Linked DNA regions of Gossypium hirsutum: region 1 is linked to region 2. The links are chromatin contacts, called in public Hi-C maps. All regions are on one chromosome and are shown on one strand. The core of a region is the stretch at or near the end of the contact, and the rest is flanking DNA. Distances in the headings are between cores, read along the strand shown.

Region 1 (5,623 bases), core at 1,422-3,921, 550 kb before region 2:
TTCAAATTCTCACTCAAAAAAACTTCTTAATGGATCTGGGCTGAATTTGTGTAGTCAACCATCTAGCCATAGCAATGGAGATGGGATGGACTTAACACTTGTTAGCAACAAAAGGAGGAAAGAACTTTTTCGGCATAGAAACAATGATGATTGCTATTTGCCTGCCATTCCTCCATCTGACCGAAATCCGGATATGGAAATTCATCCCAGTGAGTCACACTGGTTAAAAGACTTCAGCGGGATAATGAAAAATGTGCATGGGCCCGTGACCGCTGCGAAAACTATCTACGAAGATGAAGCAGGTTACCTGATCATTATCACCTTGCCGTTTGTCGATCTTCAGAGGGTCAAAGTCTCTTGGAGGAATACTCTCACTCATGGTATCATAAAGATATCTTGTGTTAGCACATCTGGCATGCCTTTCATCAAGAGACATGATAGGACCTTCAAATTAACAGATCCTGCTTCTGAGCATTGCTCTCCTGGGGAGTTTGTTAGAGAGATCCCACTGTCAACTCGAATACCTGAAGACGCCAACATAGAAGCGTATCATGATGGACCAGGATCTGTCCTTGAGATTATGGTGCCCAAACTGCGAGTGGTACCTGAAGAACACGAAGTACTTGTCTGCCTCCGGCCTAAGCTTATTGGGAGTGATCTCATGTTGACATGAAGTAGTAGTTACAGAAGCATTATAGAAGGGTAGTTGCTATGATTGGTGCTTACATTGTTTTTACTGACTTTGTATCATACAGAGTAATCTATGAAACAAATATCTGCATCTCACATTTTATCTTTCGCAATTTTTTTCTCACTAATTGCTACGATTTTTTTTTTGTCCCAACATTCTGGTAAAACCATTCGATTTGTAGCCACAATTGTTATTCAAACTTACTTTTGATTATAGTTATTAATTAATATGAAAATAGAAACTAACACCTTTTGGTTGTGTTAGTAGTAGTAGCAATGCTTCTCTCTCGATGTAATTGTTACAGGTAAGGGTTAAAGTTTGGACTTAATTTGCAGCCATATTCTCTTGTATTTCTTGGGATTTTGGTTGGATTTTCCATCAGAACCTCTTGGACGCATTCAGAGATGAATTATTAAAATGGGGTAGTGGAGTGGACAGAGTTTTTGACAGTGACTAAGCTTATGTGCTTCTGGAACACACACTGATTAAGAAATATCTCAAAATGATGATAATTTTACAAGGTATTGCGGGTGCTAAAAGTCAATAGAGTGGAGGTGGCAGTTCCACTTCTTTCCTCTTGGATAGACACTTTCATTGCTTACCAACAAACTTCCAATGTCCAATTTCCTCTTGCCTCTTCTGTTAAAAGCCAAAAGCAAATGATGAAAGGAACAAAAATCTCAGTGAAAATTTATTGTATTTTTTTAGTATAAGTTCTGAGTGAGTGTACTTGCTTGATGCTTCTGTTTTAGACTCCCAGTGGAATTGGGTTGTGCATTAACTTTGATGTCATTTGTATATAGTGCTATGATTTCTGCCTTGTTCTCTTCATTGCTGTCTTTGCATAATCAAAGCCGCGGGTGTAAGATTTTTATAAATTATAGAAAACAAGATCCACGAAAGAAATGATGCTTTAGACCACTGCAGCTATTGGTAAGGTAAGATTTATATGTTAATACCATGATCTTTTTGTTCAAATTCATCACATTGGCCCTTCCACTAAAACAATGCCATGTTCTCAGGTTCCGTAATAGGATTGGCGGTGCCTATGTTGGCAGAACAGGCATCAAGACGTAGATGTATTGACACCTAAAGCTTTCATTGGTCTCATAGTCGGAGCCGTGCTCCCATACTGGTTTTCCGGCATGACAATGAAAAGTATTGGAAGCGCAGCTCTCAAAATGGTCAAAGAAGTTCATCAGCAATTCAATACAATTCCGGGACTAATGGAAGGCAAGGCGAAACCAGACTACACCTACTGCTTCAAGTATCAACCGATGCCTCACTCTGCGAAATAATCCCCACCCGGTGCACTTATTATGCTTACTCCACTTATAGTAGGAACCCTTTTTGGAGTCGAAGCTCTCGCCAGTGTCCAGGTACAAAACATATCCATTACTTTTACCAGTCTAAGTTCATCTAAACAACACCATGATCAAAATTTGTGTTGCCATAGGTTGCCATCTCAGCTTCAAACACAGGATCATGGGATAATAATGCCAAGAAATACATTGAGGCAAGCCAACAAATTGTTCTATGATGTAAGCATTGGGTTTTTATTGCATTAATGGTTTGTGTGCTAAAAAGCGGGTGTTAGCGAACATGCAAAGTCATTGGAACCGGAAGGTTCAAGATGTCACCAGGCAGAAGTGAAAGGAGACACAGAAGGGGATCCACTGAAAGACACTTCAAGTCCATCATTCAACATCCTCATCAAGCTCATGGCTGTTGAACCTTTCGTCTTTGCTCTTTTCTTCGCCGCTCATGGAGGCTTGCTTTTCAATTCATCTAAATTTCAAGCCTCTTTTAACAATACATACACACATGCATTCATATATTTATGTATCTATCAACAGTAGAGTTGTAAGCTAGAGGATATGGGGAACTTTTGTATTAAGAGTAAGATATGTGAAGGAAAGTCGAGCCTCGCTTTGACGTTGTGATGTACCAGGCTATGGGCCTCTGAGTGGACGTTGGAAGCAAGTCCAAATTAATCTTGTCCTGATTGGGCCAAGTCCAAATCAAATGCTGATCCAAGGGTTGGATGACACCTCCAATGGGTTTTGAATAATTATAAGACAATTTAAAGGACTTTTAATTAAGTTTTCAGTTTAATTAGTTTGCATTTTAATTTATGTCTTGCATTTAGTGAAGTTTTATTTCAATTTAAAAAAATTATATTTAATTAAGTCATGCATTATATTTATGTGAGTTTGTGTCATATGTGTGGAGTGTGTCATTAATTAAGTTTAACTTCAATTTGCATTTAATTATGTCATGCATTATAATTATGTGTCTTATATGCTAATTATGTTTAAGCATGGGTTTGAGTTACATATTTATAAATAAATGTGTATTTATAATATGCTGAATTCTATCATAGACATGTGTGTTTTAATTAAATGTTTTAGCTGAATAAGAATATGAAAAATTGCAAATGTTTAATATATAAAAGCATGTTTGATGTGTCTTAAGGACGATTTATGGTACTAAGAAGGTCTAGAGGCGTTCACACGCAAAGGCTGTTCGATTTTGGCATGATAAAGTGTGTATTCGGTCACTTAATTGATGGTATATGAAGAGGACGTTTTGTTGGGTGTAGAAGGTGAATAAATGAACAAAAGTCATTCAAGAACCAGCATTCAATGTTGATGCATTGTGGCTGTTCATTGGACCAAGAATGGCTTTTCAAATTTCGTCAGTTTTATGCACTCAAAGCTCATTATGGTGCCAATTAAAGAGTTGCCAGCCCAAGCATTCAAACATTCGGTTCTAAGCGAGATGAAAGGACTACAAAACAACATAATTAAGGAACAGTTAAGCTTTCATCAAGTGAAGAGACATGTCTTTTTAGTTACACATGAATCAAGTGAATAGACATGACTTTTGGGCTATCTACCATGAGTTATAACCTTAAGTGTTTGTTTTAATAGCTAGTTAAATGCTGAATTTGAAAGACCCTTTATAGGATTTGAAAATTCATATATTTTGGCCTAAGTTACTTATATAAGATTAGACAATTATTTTGAATATAAACTTTTTTGGTGAGATTATCCTCTCTCAGTTCTTCATTAAACTAAACTGAACTTATCAAACTTTTACGAGTTTGTGGCATTCACCCAATTGTCTTATCACTTTATTTCCCATCATGGAGTGTGGCGACTTCGCTAACCAAGGTTCGATTATTCTGTCATGTTTAAGTGGGCCGCAGTTTTAATATAGTTACGGTTCCTTAAAGTATTCAAATGCTATGAGTCAAGGTTTCTACCAATTGAACCTATTCAAGATGTTCCTTCCATTCAAGCTATTTTCCAAACTATCCAGGTCTGGGAAATCACATTACATTGGTTCTTATATGAACAAAGTAAGTTTATGATTGAATAAAAATGATTTTGCAAATAAAGTCTCCATTTGAGGAATTTTAAAAAAATTGCAAATGGTTAGATTCCAACTTTATTTTCTTTTTCACATTAAGATGGTGAAAGTTAAATATTAGTGTTATGGTACTCATCATTACTGATCCACTACTCGGTTACCCGATCGAATTCTGGCCTGTCGCCTACATTGTTTGCACCTTGAGTTCACACATGAGGTGTTCATGTCCTTTAATGACCTCGTACGATGTGGGTTCGCATTACCATTCAGACAAACCAATACATAGAAAATATGTGTTAATCCTAGAGTAGGGTACGTGTTGGCATGCATGGGAACTTACCTACAACATCACATTCATGAATAGTAATCGTATCGTATAAATAGAGAATTTAACCCTTTTGAAAAGGACACACACATAAAAATACTCAATAATTTGGTGCAATAAGCATGGACAAACTTTTGATCTTAAAAAAATAAAAAAAATCAAGATGACTCACTCTAATTAGAATTTCCCCAATAGTTTCCCATTGGACTAGGCAAGAGGTTTTGGCATTGACAATCGACCTAGTGTGTAACACCCCTAACCCATATCAATCGTCGGAACAAGGTTTCGGAGCATTACTGGAACTTTCAAAACATTTTACAAATAATTTTTGTAAATTACTATTCATTAACAAAAATCATTCAAAACATCCTTTAATTGGACCGTCGAGGCTCAATACGAGTATTAGAATTGAATTGGGACTAAATCGAGAATTCTAAGAATTTTTCGCGACATTTTAAAATTTTTCCAAGTTACAGGGCTCACACGCCCGTGTGGTCCTGGGACACGCCTATGCTATAGGCCGTGTTCGACCCCGTGTAACTCTCTGACTTGTGCATACGGCCATGCCACACGCCCGTGTGCTAGGCCGTGTGGTTAAATAATTCAATTCAAAATTTGGTGCAGGTTTCACACGGCCAAGACTCACGCTCGTGTTTAGGCTGTGTAGCACACATGGCTAAGACACACGCCCGTGCCTTTGCCTGTGTGCTCAATTCTGAGCATTTTTTCTCAAAATTTAGGGTGCAGGGGACACACGGCCTAACTACACGCCCATATACTCGGCCGTGTGTCACACACGGTCTTGACACACGCCCGTGTGTCTGCCTGTGTGGACAAAATAAAGCTTTTCTAGCTTCATTTTTCACCCAAAATCACACTCATAACCTGCACTTGAAACACACATCCAATACCAGCCATTCCAAACATTTAAATTAATCAAATTCTATCATTCAACATGACATACAATTACATGCATACATGTTCATATTCTTGCCTTGGTTAAGACCTCAAGTTAGACATAATTTGATCAACTACTTAACATATATGTAGCTACCATAGTCTGACATTACAAGTATATTAAAACAAACCATTACTAGCCATTCCAATGGTAAGATTACAAGCATCATGTAATACATTCCATTACAACCATAATTGATTTACCATAGTGTACCGACATGGGCCGATGGATAGTGTGAGTGATCTCCGCCGAGCTTCTAATCCAACGAGCTTTC
Region 2 (5,585 bases), core at 2,142-4,641:
GTGTAACATCTTCTAGAGTGATGGTGCACTCCCTGCACGGCAAATGAAATGTATGGGTCTCCTGACGCCATCGTTTGACTAAAGCGGAAATCAAGTCGTATCGCAGATCAAAAGTCTGGATCAATGCCGCTGATCCGAACCCGGCTAACTCCAAGTATGGTATTAAGCGTTCATTTGGCAGAAACCCTACACTATTAACACGGCCCCTCAATACGCGGTACGGGCCTTGACATTATTTAATTCTGCAAATAACATGAGTATCAAATAAAAATTTTATTACCATCTCATTAATAGTACTTGATATGTGATTATTATTATTAATCAAAGAACCCATTTGTTGCAAATCTGCACTTAAAAAAATGAATTCATTTAATTTGTTTCAAAAAATACAATAAATTATTTCAAATTTTAGAAAACAAAACACTGTAAATATCTAATAATTTCCCATAATTTACCTACAATAAAAAATTTATGTTAGATTACAATAATAATATAATTAAAATTAATATAAACTATCTAAACATAAAAACATACGAATTAAAAAAATAAAAATAGAAATAGAAACATACTTGATTAGTTTCTTCAAACAAACAACCTATAAAAATAACAACAAATTTAATTAACATTTTAATAAATCAATAAAAATTTTCAAATAAATAAAAAACTAAATAAAATTACATTATATAAAAATTACATTAAAAAATACAAAATACTAGAAACACTAACAATTTATATAACTTAATCAAAAATTACTAACAAAATAACTATAAAATTATTTTTTAAAAAATTATATTACTAAAAAATCACAAAACACATAACTAAACATTAGCAATTTATATAGATTGAAAAAAATATTTGAAGATTTCCTTGTCATATAAGTTGATTTATATTCTTCAATATTTCTACAATCATTTTTTTATAAAAATAATTTTAAAGTATATAAATTCATGAAAAGAGTCTGTTATGATTAAACTTGGACAAATTGATATCCAAATTGATATAAAAAAATTAAATGAGTTAACAGCAACTATTAACATACAAATACTTAACAGCAACTTAAAATAATTAAATGAGCTTAAACACCTGTCCAAGTTCATTTTCATTTTGAAATGACTTTTAATTTTTTTATAAGCTTATATGTTTTAAACTCACCAAATACTAAACTAAACGCAATAATTTATAACTTAATCCTTAATTACTAATAAATTAATTTTAAAATAATTACAAACAAAAAATTAATAACATAATTCCAAATTACTAACAAATTAATTTTAAAATTATTATAAAAAATAAAAAAAACTACATTCATACAAAATATTAACTTAAAACCATAAACACTAAACATAAATAATTTATAAATAATAATTAATAATAAAATTTACAACATCTTAATAAACTCTTTAAACCCCTATTTATGCCCCTGATAATATATTTGTGACATGTGTTTCAGTTTAATGCTACACTAATCAGTGTTTAATCAAATTCGCGGCTAATTCAATTGTCTTTTCCTTATTTCAAGAAAGATAGGAGGTTAGGTATTTATATTTTTTGAATTATTTGAATCTGTTTAAAAATATACATCTATTTAATATCTGTAAATTATTCAAGTATTGTTATTTAAATTCAATTTTGAATTAAATATTATTTTTTATATTTAAATTCACAAAATAATCATTTTCAGTATATCTAATTTGTTAAAATTCGAATTTAAATCCGGTAAAATTCTTTCTTTTCGCATATATGTCTAACTTTTTATTGGATATATAATTAGACAAATAATCATATACAAAAATAGTTTATATAAATTAAATACTAATCTTGAAGAAAATTATATTTTTCTAGACAAAATCAAAATCAAGGCAAAAACCAAAAACAAAATAAAGAAAAATAAGGACTCAACTTATGTTTTTTTAAATTTTTAAAGAATATTATGTTTCTAAAGTTTTTTTATTCCTTAAATTTTCTAAAAAGATAGCTTTTTATTTTTTTTATTTTCTATTAAAATGTAGATTTTTGTTCGATTTTGTTAAGAACATAATTATTTTTCAAGGTTAATTTTCACATGTACTCATTTTATGTAATCATGTCCTAAAAAAAATTAGAAAGGGATGGGAAATAACCTTATCAAACCATTTTTATTGTTTTGTTTTTTTTAAATATTATTTTTATACCATAGTGAAGCTTAAATAATCAAAACAAGCCATCAATGTCCATTAGAGGGTTTCGATTCTGACCTTCGATTATCTCAAATATAAAATAATTTACTAAAATAATACATTACCTTCTTTTATTTTTTCTTTCTTTCTTCTTCTTCTTCTTCTTTTTTTCTTCTCCTTTCTCTCTTTTCTTTCTCTCTTCTAGTGGGTGGTGTTTGGTTTGAGGGACCATGCTTATAAGGTCCCCCATTTGCAATCTTCTTTTTCCCTTTGAAGGGACAACAAATATACAGTAGCCAGCTACAAGCAGCAGCCAGCTGAAAGCAGCAGTCAGTAGGGGGCCATGCATTCAGCAACAAACAGCAGGGGGGCCATGAGCAGGGAGGCATACAGCAGCAGCAGGTGGCACGCCGGGGGGTTTGTGTGCGCAGGGAACAGTCCATTCTCGCCTACCTGTCAGGCGCGACCCATTTTCAGGTATTTTTTACCCGTATTTTAATCAGTTGATCATATTTTTATATATATAAATTTAAATATTTTTAATAAAAATAAAAAATAATATTTTATTTAAAAAAACAAAAAAATATTTTAATATAAAAAAAAGTCTGCTTGTCAAATAAGCGCTAATGAAAAAAACCACACATTTTGATAAATAATTGAACTGAAAACTTATTTTAGTATATAATTTTTTTAATTTATTTCAATAAAAAACCCATAAAATGGAATGAGATAAAGTTATAAAAAGAAATAAAGGAATTTCTTTTAACATCTGTTTTAGTATTGGTTTTTGGAATGTTTGAATATTTATATATGGTAGGAGTGGTGTGGGTGACATCATCTTCCTTCAAAGCCTTACGTCAGCTTAATGTTGATTAGAAAGGAGTAAGGTGTCGTAAACATTTTATGCAATGATTCACATTTTAGTACTTACCGGTTTTAGAACACTTAATTAAATCATCACAACATTTTAAAGCTATGGTGGGCGATCAATTATTCCCAAGTCCTGTATTAATTTTCACAAATTTTAAGAAATATGTAACATTAAACTTCTTTAATATTTCAAACTTTTTAATCGCAAATTAAAAAGAAAACAAAGTGTTTAGAAGGAATATATATATTAAATAAGAATTTATATTTGATATGTACTCAAAACAATATAATTTTATAAAAAAGTATTATTATTTGATTGAATTTCCGTTTTCAGTCTAACCTCGGAAGACAATGAATGCAAAGAAAGTCAATTTACGCTATGTGCATCCATACTCCGTGACATTTACAAGCTTAAACAGTATAACCCAGTATGCTCAGCTCCCTGCTATAAATCCTCGCTTTCCTCTCTTCATCTTTCATTCCCTCCATCCACACCATTACTGCATGTGATCAACAAATTAAATTGACCCAAAGTATCCCCCCCCCAAAATGGGTGTTAACGTGACCTCCATTAAGACTTCATCAAATGGAGCTTGGCAAGGTGATAATCCTCTCGATTTTGCCTTCCCATTGTTAATAGTTCAAACCACTTTGATTCTTGTCCTTAGCCGTTTCCTTGCTTTTCTTCTCAAACCCCTCCGCCAACCCAACGTCATTGCTGAAATTGTTGTACGTATCTGGATTCTATGTATCTTTATATTAGTATTAAACTTGATGATTATGATGATGAATATTGATTCTACGTTTTCAGGGGGGAATTCTGCTTGGGCCCTCAGCTTTTGGTCGAAACAAAGACTACTTGCATCGGATATTTCCATCATGGAGTATGCCCATACTGGAAACCGTGGCAAGCATTGGTCTTCTTTTCTTCCTTTTCCTTGTAGGTCTCGAGCTGGATTTAAGCTCTATTCGTCGAACAGGCAAGAGAGCCTTCGGCATAGCACTTTCCGGGATATCCCTTCCATTCATCTGCGGCATAGGCGTTGCCTTTGTTATTAGAAAAACCGTTGAAGGAGCTGACAAAGTCGGCTTCGGCCAGTTTCTTGTTTTCATGGGAGTCGCGCTCTCCATCACTGCTTTCCCCGTTCTCGCCCGAATATTAGCTGAGCTCAAATTGTTAACAACGCAATTGGGAGAAATCGCCATGGCAGCCGCCGCATTCAACGATGTCGCTGCATGGATTTTATTAGCTTTAGCCGTTGCTCTTGCTGGCGATGGCCCTGGTGAACAGAAAAGCCCCTTAATATCAGTATGGGTCCTCCTCTCGGGTGTTGCTTTTGTCGTTTTTATGATGGTCGTAATCCGACCCGCCATGAAATGGGTCGCTCGCCGATGCTCACCCGAAAGAGATGTCGTCGATGAGGCATATATTTGTTTAACATTAGCTGGTGTAATGGTATCCGGATTCATGACCGACCTGATCGGGATCCATTCCATCTTTGGTGCCTTTATTTTCGGACTAACGATTCCTAAAGAAGGAGAATTTGCAGAGAGATTGATAGAGAGGATTGAAGATTTCGTGTCGGGTCTGCTCCTTCCGCTGTACTTCGCTTCCAGCGGGTTGAAAACCGACGTGGCTAAAATAAGCGGTGGGAGGGCTTGGGGACTACTGATGCTGGTAATATCGACGGCTTGCGCGGGCAAAATTATAGGGACATTTGCGGTGGCTCTGATGTTTAGAATGGCGGTGAGAGAGTCGTTGGCGCTTGGCGTTTTGATGAATACAAAAGGCTTGGTTGAACTCATCGTCCTCAACATCGGCAAGGAGAAGCAGGTGAGTGCGCATTATTCTTTATTTAATAATATTTTTATTACTTTTTTTTTCATTTTTAAGTAATAATCATATTTATTTTTTAAAAAAAGTAAATAATAAATTTAAATTTACTAATCAGAATAAATTTTAGGAGAATCCATATATAAATTATATAAGTAGTTATATAATATCTTATATAAATACCAACAATTGCAATTATTATAGAGAGGACTTAGATATGAACATTAGAAATGATATTATTAAGATAAACAATAATAAACTCTGAAAGGTTTAATCTTTATGGAGTGCAAAATGGACATAGAAAATATTTTGATTCTACTAAAATTGATCAATAAATTACAAATAAATTAATTTAATTTATTTATAATTAAAATTTATTCTTTTTAATTAACAATTTTCAAATATTAAAGATAATATTATTAAGATCGATAATAAAAAATTTTAAAGAAATAATCAATTTTAATCGTAGAACTAATATTTTTTTTCAATAAAAAGTTATGTTTTTTAAAAAAAATAAAATAAATTAACTTTTAAAATTTTATTTTGACAGTTTTTCTTTTTTTGCCCTGATTATGATATATTTTCATCACATTCAAGAACCTAAATCTAAAGCTTTGCCGATCCTCTAAATTCGGAACCAGACACACTATGTATTTTGTTTTTAATTTCTTCTCAGTACATGTCATGATGTCATGTTTTTCTTTTACATAATTTATAAGCACACG

Evidence for each region. A called contact is a pair of places that touch in the nucleus more often than the background predicts.
Region 1: a Hi-C map of leaf shows a contact between it and region 2, with 3 times the contacts expected there. The contact joins the enhancer-like site here to the promoter of LOC107948894 in region 2. A contact is called at or near these places in 3 of 34 Hi-C or Micro-C datasets (all in leaf).

The regions. Positions count from the first base shown.
Region 1 is chrA04:72,084,944-72,090,566 of Gossypium_hirsutum_v2.1, reverse strand. It overlaps LOC107887378, which reads left to right. Exons shown (of 3, transcript XM_016811588.2): 3 at 1-786. The coding sequence ends at 673. Among protein-coding and RNA genes, the nearest start is that of LOC107887378, 4.7 kb to the left of the region's middle. Within about 2 kb of position 2,671, at least 3 of the 9 cell types and tissues checked have an H3K27ac peak or open chromatin away from gene starts, as enhancers often do. A contact at or near this core is called in leaf, where this site is marked.
Region 2 is chrA04:71,532,263-71,537,847 of Gossypium_hirsutum_v2.1, reverse strand. LOC107948894 (cation/H(+) antiporter 20) reads left to right here and starts at 3,391. Exons shown (of 4, transcript XM_016883553.2): 1 at 3,391-3,755; 2 at 3,838-4,860. The coding sequence starts at 3,576.